2 separate regions of the Mus musculus genome follow, and region 2 is linked to region 1. A link is a contact called in public Micro-C data. All regions are on one chromosome and are shown on one strand. The core of a region is the stretch at or near the end of the contact, and the rest is flanking DNA. Distances in the headings are between cores, read along the strand shown. Region 1 has its middle 56 kb from the start of Gm30974. Region 2 has its middle 99 kb from the start of Gm22633.

Region 1 (7,692 bases), core at 2,751-5,250:
GTTTGTGTATGAATCTTTGCACAATGTCTGCAAACAGACATTGCTTAAGGAAGAAAACCAAAACTAAAAGATAGGTCCTGTCCATAATGTGTGCATGCAAAATGTGAGTTGCATACAGAGACATGGATGTGATCCGGTGAAAGGAAAGAAAGTGATTCTGAATGTAAAGTACCCTGTGTGGAGAACCAAAGGAGAGTTACCTTAAGCAAGCCATGGAAGAGGAAACAGAAATGTTAGTGCAGTGCACATAGACTGGGAGTATTTGGGTGAGAGCAGGGTGTCCTGGCTCCCTTCACTGAGTGTACAGAACAAGTTAAATGACACATCCTTCAGCTCTAAAAGAAGGGAAGTGGACAAAATAGATTCTGAAGTCCTCTCTGCCTCTAGTATCATTGTAGCTGTGGTCACAGATGGCTAAAATAATAGACAGTTGCAGTTAAAATAACAGTCAAAAGATAGCAAAGTAGTGCCTTACCTTTATATTCCAGGGAGGAAGAAAACAGCCATGACAGACAGACCCCAGCAGCATACTGGGTGGGTATATTACAAATGTTGGAAACTTAAAGATAATTGATCTTGAATGTATCCAAGTATGATGGTTCAGTATAAAATACTAGCAAAAATGAGTGAAGTTCATTTGTTCTGAATTTAATCTTCTTTTCTTCTTCTTCTTCTTCTTCTTCTTCTTCTTCTTCTTCTTCTTCTTCTTCTTCTTCTTCTTCTTCTTCTTCTTCTTCTTCATCATCATCTAGCATTCTTTTCCAGAAGGGAAAAAGAATGCATCTAAAAGAAAATGAAAGTAAATGGGACAAACTGCACATAGATGATCCTTCTCTTCAGGCACATGTTTGCAAGCCAGCTGTTTGTAATAAGGCTGGGCTTTAAGTTGATTCATTATTTTATTCACTGCTTTCCTTTTGAAAATATTTACATGAAGTAGTGTGAAAATGAATCCAGATGTAGTTGCTTCTTCAACGTTATTGGGAATGTTTGAGCAAATGGAAGATAGATCATTTGATTATAAAAATAACTCAGAATTCTTTTCATGTTTGGAAATATCTGAAACAGTGTCACGTCAAGAGTCAAAATGGAATGCAGGAGACAATTCTGGTCTTTAGAACAGTGGGCTCACGCATTGTCAGCGTCACTATTTATTGGAGATTTGTGGATCAATGTATGGTCATATAATTTAATAGCCCATGGTGGGGGTGTCACTGTCATGAGTGCCTAGCTCTCATGAGGATGCAACAACAACTCTCTTTATACTGCATAAAAAGATTATGGGACTTTACAGTAATTAAAGAGAGCATTTATTTAATTATAGCTATTTTCACAATAATTTTAGAGGAAATACTCTGCAATTACATAAACACTGAATATAATACCTTAATTTGCATAGCTTGTGGTTAAACCTATACTCTAAAATAAACCAGAACGATAATTATATATACTTTTGAAGTTAACACCTCATATTTTTACTATACATAACCATCTATCATTTTATTTGTAAATATTTTAGTATAACACTTTTTAGCCATAAATATATAGTATTTAATATATTTGAGGAATAATTACTTATATTTTCTTACCCTTTTGAAATATCTACATAATTTAATGTGGTTAATAACTTGGAAGAACATGACAGGCAACACCTTTCAAATCTTTATTGTTAAATTGTGTTTGAAGTTCAGTGTGAAATGTGCTGCTTACTGTTTGGAATTTGTGTGGCTCCAGTCCAAGGACCTGTCATTCTCTTTGAACTGTAATGGAGATACTTACACCATTTAACCACTGACATGGTTGGTTGGCTCAGCACCCATTACTAATACATCTCATACTTTACTTTCTAGAATTCATACTTTTATAACTGCAAGATCACAGAACCTTTTGGAAGTGTCTATAATATACAGGGGCTCTTCAAGAACTTGAGGAACATTTTTCACCTTAAAAATAAGAGTTCCTGGAGATAGATGTATTTTGTTGAAAATTTTGTATCTTCCAGAGTACAATATGCTAATGGATATGCATACAGAGTAGAATTTATTGTGATCAAATCATGAGAAGGTCTTCCCTTGCATCAAGCATGAGTATGTTTTATGTAAATGAACCTTTCACACTCCTGCAGTTAGATAAAAATATTTAGTGATTGCTGTAACCAAGGTTACCAGGAGCAGCCTCCACCATGTGTTTCTGCTGCTTCTGCACTCTCTTCCCATCTTGCTCTTATTTACTTTCCCCAAACTCTAGTACACTACTCCACTCTATTTGCCCATGACAAGACATCTGAGTCTTCACAAATTATTAAAAGCAAGTATTTTTTTGTCTTTTTTGATCATCTTATTTGTACATTTCAGTTTTTAAAAACCTGAATCTTTGATGCATCAACCTTCATTGCTCACACCATATGGCCAAGGGCATCACAAGCAATCTGCTAAGAACTCTGTTCTCTGAGAACTCACAAACTCTAAGCAGAAATGGGATCCTCATATCATCAAATACGTTTAAAAAGGGATATAAAGGTGTATCAAAAAGTAAGCCAGTTCAGAAAAGGACAAAACACTAAAACTGTTAAGCAGTAGACAAGAAACACAAGGGTTTACGTGTCTTTTGCTTTCTAACACTCTCTCTAGGTAAAGTTTATCTTGCTTCCTTCTTCATCAGGAAACTAGAAACATTAAAGTACTTCTATTAAGCATCTAGCCCTTCTCCTCACCTCTACATCCTTTGCTACCAACTCCACCTAACCACTGGATATTAGTGATCACATTGCCCACATCTTGATCCAAGGCAAACTCTACCACTTCTTCTGCAATAGTAGTTTTTTATAAGTCAAGCTTTGTTGTAGCTAGTATCTTGTCTTCTGAGGTTGATGCTATAAGAGTAAACTGTCACTATGTAGACCTTATTTATATCCTAAAGTCATGAGACTCCAGAGAATATGTCAAAAGTTTTTAGTAATACTAAACCAAGCCAAACTATTTTACAATCTGAAACAGTTGACAGTTAAATAATAGAAATAGTTAGTATAGATCCATTTAACTCCAATCTCAGATATAGGTATAAAATAATAGTAACACTTTAGCATTTGTGGTGCATTAACACAAACGCTAAGATTTTTACATGGAATCTCTACTACTATTTCACTATTAAAAAGGAAGAACAGAAAGACAAAGATACTTGCCCAGTTAACACAACTATCCAAATCCTTCGTTTCTTTAATTTAGCTATTTGATACTATTTTCTTTAAATTCCCATTGTAATAGCTTTCTCTGTCATTAGAGCTGAAGGTGTCAATAGGACTCAAAATATGTTGAATATTAAAACTTACACCCCAGAACATGTGTCAGCACCCCACGCCTCCAACCCCTTCTTCCTTTCTTCTCCCTTCCTGATCCACTCTTCTCTCAGAGTAAGGAAGGGATTTGTGTCTACATGGGCAGTCCAACCTGCACAGAGATGTTTGGAAGACCAGAGCTTGGTAATTATGCTTTCCTGTGTCTTCTGGAAATTATATTGGTTAATCAATGCAACTGTTCCCTAAATCCAAACTGTTATTACTGATGAACTAAATATCACAGCTTAGCATTATTAGGGGGTCTCTCCTATGTAATACGAAAGAGGATAATGCAGCTGTCCCATGGTTTTTTTTGGAATTCCACAGACCCACAAGAAGATTGGCAGAACCCCATGAGGAAACTCATTCACAAAGAAGCCCTGCATTTTTTAGATTCTTTATTGGTCATGTAAGTGAGGCTCAATCTAAACAAAGACATGTAAGAAATATAATCAGCGAAAATGAGTCAGAAAGTCTGTACTTCAATTCTAACTGTGCTCATCATCTGGCCATGGGTAGGTTAATTATCACTTTAGGCCCCAGGATCTCTCAGCAAAATTAGCTCCAGAGTGATTCAAGTATGACATTCAATAATGAGACATAGCCCAGTAGTCATGGCCGTGTGGGCATCACGCCCTAAATTCTAACAAGTTTTGCTTATTTTTTTTATAAATGAAACAAGATTTTTAAAAGCAGAGGTCTCTTAAAGGCCACTCAGAGCAGCTAAGAAACAATGTGTCATATGGTAGACATCAAAACAATGAGTCACTTTACTTAAAAGAGAAAACTGGCAAATCAATTTTTGTGCTTCATATTTATAAAGCAACTAATTAGTAGACACTTTAGAGTTTTTAATTTATTGAACAATGTACAGTCTTTCACAGAGTAGGGGGAGAATTGCTAGCCTGGAATAACGTATAATCTTTTGAGTCACTATGATTTTTTTCTTACTTTAAAGCGAAACAAGCAATGGAAAAATGAAACCTCCAAGTAATCTTACGATGGTCCCCATTGCTTCTGTTCCTTTTACAGGCATTTTTTGCCAACATTCAAGACAAGATTATCAAATTAAATTTTACTTAATAAATTGGCCAACACTGCCTCTGGCTATTGTATAAAATATTCCCTTGTTCATTATTTAGTTCTTTGGTGCTTGCTAGAAATGTTTACACCCCCCTACTCTTGTTTGTAATGAACCATAAAAGAAAAGTCTTTGCAAAAGTTATTGATGTTATGTCATTGCTGCATACATACGAAGATGGTCTACCAGCTTTGTGTGTATGGTGACAGGCATCGCTATACATTTTTATATTCTGCTGTAACAAAATGTTTTCTATGTGAGATTAAAATTGCATTATAGGAGGGCTAAAGAGAGGGCTCAGTAAGTGGTTCAGAGTTCTGGCTGCTCCAGATGACAATGGTCATATCAAGGACAGAGGAAAGTTCTACACTGCAATTACTTCAAATATTTACCACAGTCTGGCTTGGTTTGCACTGGACCTAGGATTGATTTCCATCACTCACATGGAGGCTCACAACTGTCTGAAATGCCAGGTACAGGAGATCTAATCATCTCTTCTGGGCACTTTAGGCACTGCCCGCATGTGATGCTTAGGTTCACATGCAGCCTAGCACCAACACACATAAAATAAAGTAAGTATATTTAAAAATATGTTCTGAAATAAAAGTTTGGTTGTATCTGAATACAGCTCTTTATATAATATGGAAATTATTTGAAACTCTTACTTTGAAAAAAATTGAAGTCAATTTCCCTCTCATTGAGATTGAGGCACATACAGTGATTTGTTTCCAACATATACAATAAGGCAAAAATAACTAGCATACCCAGAAACTTGGCCAGTGAAGGAGCACATTACCGAGATGAACGTGGACTCCTCTAGGAGGTCGCTACAATACCAAATGTCACACTCCCAATCAATATTTTCTCCTCAAATACTTTAGCATTCCCATGATTATGTAGCCAGGCAAGAAGGAGCAGCAGTTTTCAGGGACAGACTTCTCGAGATTTTGTTCCTCTCTTTTTTCCCCTAAGAAGGGATGTATGCAGCTCTAATACCATAGGTCTGGCTAGCTGTTGTATCATGTGTTGAGTTTCTTTTCATAACAGTCCCCACAACAACTATGCTCCAGATGACAATGGTCATATCAAGGACAGAGGAAAGTTCTACACTGCAATTACTTCAAATATTTACCACTGTCTAACTTGGTTTGCACTGGCTAAACAAGCAACATAAAAATCCTTGCTCAGCTGTGTGCTACAAAGCACAGGACTGGAGAAGTGACCCAAGCCCTTGGAGGAGCCCAAAAGATCATGAGTTGGATCCCAGACATTGGACAGTTGGAGTTTAATTTTTGCTTTTGATTGTGACTGTGCCCTGATATTTTTCCCTCTTGAAGGAAGAAAGTATTTTAGTGGAGCCCACAGTTAAGAGACTTTGAATTTTAAAAGAGATTGAATATTTTAAGGAGATTGAAATTTTAAGAATATGTAAAGACTGTAGGACTTTGAAAGTTATTTAGATCTTGGGGCTGAATAAGTAACTAAGGGTTGAGGCTTACTAGTGATGTGTTTGTGTGTCAAGTTGACAAGGGGTCAATTGTACTGGCTGGTTTTGTGTCAACTTGACACAGGCTGGAGTTATCACAGAGAAAGGAGCTTCAGTTGAGAAAATGCCTCCATGAGATCCAGCTGTAAGGCATTTTCCCAACTAGTGATCAAGGGTGGAGGACCCATTGTGGGTGGGACCATCTCTGGGCTGGTAGTCTTGGGTTCTATAAGAGAGCAGGCTGAGCAAGCCAGGGGAGGCAAGCCAGTAAAGAACATCTCTCCATGGCCTCTGCATCAGCTCCTGCTTCCTGCCCTGTGTGAGTTCCAGTCCTGACTTCCTTCAGTGATGAACAACAATGTGGAAATGTAAGATGAATAAACCCTTTCCTCCCCCCCCCCAAAAAAAATCCTTGCTCTTAGAGTATACATCTGTTAAAGAATGAAAAAAATTAATAAGAAAAATATTGTATACGTAAAATAGAAACAAGTTAATAGTGCGCACATATGTAAAATATTAAGTGAAGGTAAGTACTATGAAAAATTTAAGTGAAATCGTCCTAATAGAAATTGAAAATATAATAAATATCAATGGTTAGAGATTGTGAGTAGGAGGGAATGATGAGGACAGGATGGTTAATAGATAATAGCTACAGCTGGAGTGGAAAAATAACTTCTGCTGTTCTGTTGCACTGTCAAGTGACAGCAGGTAGTAATAACATAGTAAGAATTTCAAAAAAAACCTCATTGAAAGTATTTTGGATATTTGCACCATAGAGAAATGCTTTATGTTTGAATTGATTGGTAGTGAGCATTTATGGACTTTACAGAAGAACTATAATAATTAACACTTGGAGTGTTGGCTGCATGATTAATGATGAGCTAGGAAAGTTAGGATAGTTCATTTCAACTCAACAACTCTATTATGGACTAGAGAACAAAAATCACACTGTGAGGCAATAGCAGTCATCAGACCAAACTTTTGGAGTTCAGATCATTAATTTAACTAAGACTAAATTTTGCCTTTTTCTGTCCTTGTAAATTCTAAGTTTTATTTTACATAGCATAGTAGGGTGATTAATAGAAAGGAGACTCTGGAAACAAATTCTAGTTTTTCCCAGAATACCTTCTGCTCTGTGATCCCCAAGGAAAACTCTTGCATGGGGTGTGACTTACATACAAGAGAGTCTAACAACAATGCACACACCTTTAATCCCAGCACTTGGGAGGAAGAGGCAGGTGGATTTCTCAGTTTGAGGGCAGCCTGGTCTACAGAGTGAGTTCCAGGACAGCCAGGGCTATACAGAGAAACCCTGTCTCGAACCCCCACCCCCCAAAAAAAGTGGTTGTATTGAGAGTTTGGAAATCAAAGCCGGTTGTCAACCCAGTCCTGTCATGCATTCATCTGCCTCTTTTTCTTTTCTTTTCTTTTCTTTTCTTTTCTTTTCTTTTCTTTTCTTTTCTTTTCTTTTCTTTTCTTTTCTTTTCTTCTCTTCTCTTCTCTTCTCTTCTCTTTTTTTTCTTTTCTTTTTCTTTTTCTTTTTTTTTTTTTTGCTTTCGACATGACAGATGATACCCTGTGTCCTTCCCTAAGGACTTCTTGGATGGTGGAGTGGTCGCGGCCCTCACAAAGACCACGGTAGCACCCATCGAGAGTGTCAAGCTGCTGCTGTATGTGCAGCATGCCAGCAAGCTAATCACAGCAGATAAGCAATACAAGGGCATAATAGACTTCGTGGTTTGTAACCCCAAGGAACAGGGAGTCCTGTCCTTCTGGCGTGGGAATCTGGCC
Region 2 (7,134 bases), core at 3,253-5,752, 160 kb after region 1:
TTTATAGTCATATTTTTCTGTGTCATACCACTTTTTATTACAAGATGTGCAGCCTCACATCATGTTCACATATATTCCTTGCTTGTTCAGGTTGTGAACATTTCTGTCCTGAGGCTACCTGCCTCTTTCATGGTTACTATTCTGCTGTTTTCGGCAGTGTAATCTGTTCTCATTTGCCTTGTTTTCAATACCAGTTTTCCTTTAGCTCTTTCTGTATTGCTCATTCCTGAGCTAACAGCTTTTGCTCTCCATTGAGTTCACTCTTATTTGACAGCTATCATAGCTGCTTAATGGACCCTATCATTCATTCATATATATATATATATATATATATATATATGTTACCATTTGAGATGGTTCAAGTGTTGGTATTTTTTCACTGTTTTTTCTTCCTAAAGTACTTAAAATTTTTCCTAGATGGTTGGATATTAAGTCATTTTACGTTATGAATTTTTTTAAAAGATTTTATTATTACATCAAAGTACACTGTAGCTGTCTTCAGACACACCAGAAGAAGGCATCAGATCTCATTACAGATGGTTGTGAGCCATCATGTGGTTGCTGGGATTTGAACTCAGGACCTTCGGAAGAGCAGTCGGTGCTCTTAACAGCTGAGCCATCTCTCCAGCCCTTACGTTATGAATTGATGGTTTTGCAATGTGTGTGGTTGGGTCATACTCTGTGAAATCACCTTATATAGACAGGTGATTTTGTGTGTGTTTAAAGTCTCATTAGTGCTTTGGCACTGATCCCCACATGTACTTCTGGGACCATGCCTTTGTCATGATGAATTGAAACAACGCTCCTCAACCCCTACTCAGATTGAAGAACAGCCTGATATTTTGTGTACATATATAGGGGTCTCTTTCTCCACTTTTCCCATTTCTGTGATTTTCCCACATACATGCTGACATCCATTGGACCTATCCTCTGAACCTCTACTGGAGTCTCGTCCTCTCTCCAATACTAAGTTATTCTGAATAGGGTTTGCCTTGGGCATGAAGCTAGTAGACTTGAGGAGGGAAAAATAAAGAAGTCTTTCTTCATTCATTGGAACATAGGGAGTTGCTGATTAAAGCAAAAATTTATAATTTTCTTTTGAAGGTCTAGGTGACTCCATGGTAGTCAAGTGCAAGATTGAGATTAGCGAGGGGCCAGAACAGGAGCTGAGTTCTTTGTTTGTTGTTTTCTATTTTACAAATCTTCATCTTACAGAGTTTTCTCTTCTCAATCTATGGCTGAAGTAAAGAGATGGTGAACTTGTTTTATTCTATGCCAGTGCCTGTTTTGAAGTTCTTCTAAATTCTCCATCGAGATATATGGGAGGAAAACAAATAAAACAGAAAGATCATTATATATTTTTTCTTTTGAGTTTTTACTTGATCCAAAATTCATTTGTCATTTTCTCCCAAAAGTATCTAAAAGTGACTCAGCAAGTACTGCCCAGGGATTTCAGTTATAACTAGTGGCAGATGCATGACTCACTTTAGGCAGAACTTGGAACTCACCTGAATGGTTTCCACACCTACATTGAGAACCAAGGTACCAATACCTAACCAATGACTTTTCTTTTTCAGCAAAGAGGCAGAGCAGAGCCTTTGCAATTCTGTTTTTGCTATATCTACTGCAATGCCACATGTAAGCTGCAACTTAGTAACTTGAATTTTAAGAGGAGTTCGGCAATGATTTTATAATTGGGAGACGTCTTGATAAAGCAATTCTTTTTGCCTTTTGTGTGGCTATGCACACAGTTTGATTACCAGTCTTCAATGTTCTTTACAAGAAATGAGGAAATAGCAAATTGGAAGGAAATAAACAATTTCAAATAAGGGAGAAAAATATTACCTGATTTTAACATTAGCATTATAATGTTATTATAAATATTAACAATATTTAACATTATTTTAACCTGTAAATACATGAGTAAATTTTAGTGATAGACAAAGTTTCAAACACAAAATTAGAACAATTTGGACCTCAAAGAAAACAGTGAAAATCACTTCCATTCTAATTCATTCCTGATCCTGCTGAAAACAATATTTGTTAGTGCAATTTTAAGTGATGATGGATGCCAAATGTTAGTGCACTTTTAAGAATGATAATATTTTCTTGATTCTGAATAGTTCCCAAATAAATGAGACAGAGACTATAAGATTTATTTCATAGGCTTTATGGCACAGTAGTTGAGCAGCTATTATCTATTCTATTCCTCTAAACTAATCTGGCTCCCTCACAGCCAAAATCCTCAAGTACTTGTATTTTAGTATTGGTCAGGCTCTCTCTGCTCCAGGTGTGTTCCCATGGTAGCTTCTAGATCCTTCTCTTCCCCTGTTGAATACTTTCTCCCCTTCCCTCCACTCCCCTCTACTTCTCCTGGCTAAGATTGGAAATACAGCCTTATTTTCTGTTCTGTTCAGCCATGGGCTGGTCAACTTTATTGACAAGTCAAAGAATCAATGGGGAATAATGTTTAAATCCACAATTGGGGAGGAAATACTTAGAATAAGCATTACAGTACCATATTTGGATTGCAATCAGATGTGGGGGCAAAGAAATCAGCATTTGAATAATACATGGATAATCTTTACACAATGTGCAATAATATCATGCCTACAAGGATATCCCTGCTGTGTATGTCTGGCCTGAATGAATAAGGATTTAATAACACTGAATTTTCAGCTTGTCCATCTCACAAGAAGATCTCAGACTAAGGAAAAGGAAAACCCAAACTTTGGCATTGAGTAAAAATCAATGGGTGAATAACATAGTATGGACAGCAAATGAGAGAGAAAATACCTTCATTAGAATATGAAAGAATTAGGAAAGATCTTAGGTGAACAAAGAAATATTAGCATATGAGATTCAGAGATGAGTAATCAGGCTTCAGTTGGCTTCTTTAAGAGCTAAGGGAATTTGAATCAACACAGAACTGCATCAGAGCTGCAGTCCTCTGCTTTAAAGTACAGGGGTTTTCCTAGGTGTCTTTGGAGAGAAGGAAAGATGGAAGGGCAAGCTAGATTCACAAACATCCTCAATTCTGTTACTCTATACATTACAATGCTGTCTTCTCTGTTAAAAGAACTATCGCAAAATAATGTTCTTCTTTCCAAACTTACAACCTCAGAGTGAGGGATGGAATCAGGACTGAGATTGAAAGCAAACTGCTCAATGAATGCTCCTGCTGTACACTGCTTCCATCTTGTTTCTAATACATTGCTTCTTGCCTTAAACTTAAAATTCTTTAACATTAACCAGAAGAAGATTGAAGAACTCAGAGGAAAAAAAGAAATGGGCTACAGCAGTAGTACTGATTTTCCAATGCTTTATGACAAATGACCAAATGTAGATGATAAATAACACGCAATTGACTCTTAGAGGGATGTCTTCCATTCTGTGATAATGGCTATCAGTATGAAGAATTTGAGGTCTTATTAAATTATGTTGTAAAAATAAGGACTTTTAGAGATGCATCTATAGGCATAAACTAACACAAAGTGTGTAAAAAGATAGTTGTATAATGGAAAATGTGTTGTAAAGTACAGCACAGGGCAGAGAACTAACAACTGTCTTATAATTATCCAAAATAGTTTTTTTTTTAATTCAGCATGACAACACACACTGTCTACTGGAAGGAAAATAAAGAAAGCCTTGAGTCTGTCCCAGATACATGCTTTACAAGGCCCAGCAACTGCTTATTTTAGATACTTTGTGGTAAACCACACAGGATAAGATGGGGGGGAGAAGAGAAAGAGGGAGAGGGAGAGGGAGAGGGGGAGGGAGAGGGGGAGGGAGAGGGGGAGGGAGAGGGAGAAACATAGAGACTCATCGTTATCTGCATTTTCAGCACAATAATGTCTGAAAATTTCCATTTCCGACATTGTTCAAAGCTAAGCTCTTGCCCTATTATCAAAAAATAAATAAACCAAAGTCTTGTATCTAGAATTGTAATAAATATTTTAGGCTTTCATGCCCATCAGGAAGAACAGAAATATACCAAAACAATACTTCTGAAATCTTCTTTCTCCTCTACACAGTGAGAAACTTGGCTGGACGGAACCTTTAACTTTTAAATTAATCACTAAGACCCATCCCTGTATGGTTGAAACAGTCTAGTTATTGTCGGTACAAATGGCCACAACAACCCTTCCCACATTTTCACTGTTTGCTTACAGAAATATCTCAGAATGTGTGATCTTTTTAATATTATTTACCATGTAAGGAATGTTGGCAGGGGGAATTTAATACACTCAAACATTTAACCATTGATGAAAAAATCCATAGAAATTTTGAAAGGTTTTTCTTTCCTTCAAAACTAACATCATTTGATAATTTTAAACATGAGTCAAAAGGAAGTAACTTCCCAGAATATTTAAAATCCCTGGCAGCTTCTTTATTTTGCCCCAGCAAGGGAGATTTTTGATACACCCTCCCAGCTGCTGGTTCCTTATTCCCCTAGACCAAACTGGGAAATCTGAGCTCACTAGTTCCCAGTTCCTGTGACTCACTTCATGCTTTTGAATTGAAAATAATACTTTCCTGACCCCTTCTCTTTCATTCTTCTGAGGTTCTCTTTATCCGTGTGATCTAACAGGAAGGTTGTCTTGGCTTTGACGCTGCACCCAGAAGATGAAGACCACTAGCTTTTAGGAGTTGAGCCTTTGCTTTTTGCAAACCACGTGGTGGTGGTCATTTTCTAGATTTTAATCTATTCCACTGGAAAAGATCTTTGCGATCATCTCATGCTAATTCTTGGCAGTACATGCTTTCCTGTAAGCACCTAGAAATATGATAGCTAGACCATAGGTATTGCAAAGAAATAGAATTACTTTTCTCCACATACAGCTAGCTCAACCCCATAGCACCTCCAGTGAGGGGATCTCCAGATCTTAGAGGCTAGTACAATAAAATACATAATTTCTGTGTTTGTTTTATAGGCAAGTCAGCTTGGACACTTGGTTGGTGGCAATGGCTGAGCATAAAAGGAGAAAACAGAGAGTGAAATATAAAGGCTAAATAAAATGTAAAGGCTAAACAATTACTGATTTATTTTTCTCCCTTACCTTCTTTGATCAACATGGGGTTTCTAGCATTCCACATTTATTAACTCCAGTAATGGCTATAGTTTACTTAATACACAATTTAAAACCCTTTCATATACATTAAAAAAAAAAAAAAAAACCTCAATTATTTTGCCCTCAGTTCTCCTAAAACTGTAGATGGCTTCCAAACACATATGTATAGACAGGATCTCATCGAAAAGGTGAGATTACCACCAAGAAGAAAGACAATGACTTTTTAAAACTGAAGGTAATGAAAAATTACATTCTTTCATTGTGATGTTTTCTAGATATCAGCTTTTTATGTAAAAGTCTGAAGTGTCTGGCTTCCTTGTTCTTAAGATGTGGAAAACAAGATTTTGTAAACTATTCACTTACTCTGAATCTTTCATCACTCTAACCCTTTTCTTATTTGCTACAACTTCCTAACTTTACACAGACTTTAAAACACTGTGATTCTAGAAGAGGCAGCATCAATGTTTCATAAGGGGTTTTGAATTCAAATGATATAACATTGTATAGGAAATCAAGCATTATGCAGACATATATCAACATGTTAAGATATTATTAAATATGATATAATGTTAAAATGATCAAAAGAAACAGAATCTAAAAGATCTTTGCAAGTTCAAATAAAATAGTCTATGTATCAAGGTCAGCCAGGGCTACATTGCAAGACCCTGTCTCAAGTAAGTAAAAAAATTTTAATTTAATTATGAAATCGAGAAAGAAGAGTGGCAGATGTAGGCCCTGAAGGGAGATAACTTTTAAAACTTAATTTTTAAAAATCTTCATTAGAAACCTCAATGACAGAGGTGGCTATATACCCCATGTCTATGCTTCATAAATAATTATAAATATGCAAAAAGTTTCTTCAAAGAATTTCAATAAAATGTATTTTGAGCATATCTATTTCCAAAGTCTTATTAGTTTTGATAGACAAATATTACAAGAAGACAGGGAGTTTTTTAAAACTCAGAGTATAGATAAATATTTCATACAGGAGGTCTAACTAGAGTGACTGGTAGAAAACATGTATAATCTAAGTATAAAAGGCCCTGGGGAACACAAAACACAAAGGCTTCTTTGGACATGAGTGGCAGGTCTGTGTTGACTTGTTTGTATCTGATAGGAAAAGAATGAATCAGTAGGTAGGCTAAGGCAGAACAGTAGAAAGATTTGAGTGCAGCAAATGTGGTACCAATCCTTGGAGATTCCTGTATGACATGACATCATAGTGTTTGAATATGTGAGTACCTGATATTCTAATTACTCCTTAGAAATTGGAGTAAGGAGATTTCTTAGGATATTGCTGTTTCAGTCCAAATGAAGATTGATGGGGGATGAATAACTAGATAAAGAACTGTAGTCTTTCATTGTTTGCACCTTAAGCCCTGCTAGGTAGATTATGGTCCACTAGATGACCATATATCAAAAAGTATAGGGCAACACAAATCTTAGTTAATGGGCATTTTGGAACACAGAGTTGTAAGCAGGGAAGAGAAGACAGGTTGGGCTTGGGATCAATTAGGGGAGAGGAAAATATGATTAAAATACATTGTACAAAATTCTCAAAGAACTAATAAAAAGCTTAAAAATAAAATATAGAAAGCAAGGAAGATCTGTAGGAAAAGATAAAAAGGGATATTTGCAAGATGAGATGTTATCATCATGACAGAATCACGCATCAGAAGATCCTGAAGCCTCTGTCTCGCTCACTAACTGCTCCTAAAATACAAGAATGGCTTTTGCCTAAGGACACCATCAAGAGCTGAACATCCTCAAACAATAGACCAGATGGAATCCTGCAAGTAAATCATGTTATTACATGGTATGCTTTTGTGTTTTCTCTTGTTCTTCTCTTGCAGAGAAAAGTACAGAGTCACATGCTCAGTCAACAGAAACCCAGGCAAGAGTAAGGCTGACCGGGAAAATTCATCCCCAGCCAATGTCAAACATTCTACCAAGCCAGAGCCCGACAGTGAACACATGCTGGGTCAAGCAGGGAGTCAGAGCACAGCATGTCCCTTGAATATCCATACCAGTTGCCCAGTGGACACAGAAGGCCTGGGCTCTT

What was found. A called contact is a pair of places that touch in the nucleus more often than the background predicts.
Region 2: a contact with region 1 is called in a Micro-C map of muscle stem cells, with 6 times the contacts expected there. The contact joins two enhancer-like sites. A contact is called at or near these places in 4 of 484 Hi-C or Micro-C datasets (cortical neurons, granulosa cells and muscle stem cells).

What each region holds. Positions count from the first base shown.
Region 1 is chr1:12,113,496-12,121,187 of GRCm38.p6, forward strand. It overlaps the pseudogene Gm7560. Among named protein-coding and RNA genes, the nearest start is that of Gm30974, 56 kb to the left of the region's middle. Within about 2 kb of position 4,001, at least 6 of the 459 cell types and tissues checked have an H3K27ac peak or open chromatin away from gene starts, as enhancers often do. A contact at or near this core is called in muscle stem cells, where this site is marked.
Region 2 is chr1:12,271,984-12,279,117 of GRCm38.p6, forward strand. No RefSeq gene overlaps it. Among named protein-coding and RNA genes, the nearest start is that of Gm22633, 99 kb to the right of the region's middle. Within about 2 kb of position 4,503, at least 9 of the 459 cell types and tissues checked have an H3K27ac peak or open chromatin away from gene starts, as enhancers often do. A contact at or near this core is called in muscle stem cells, where this site is marked.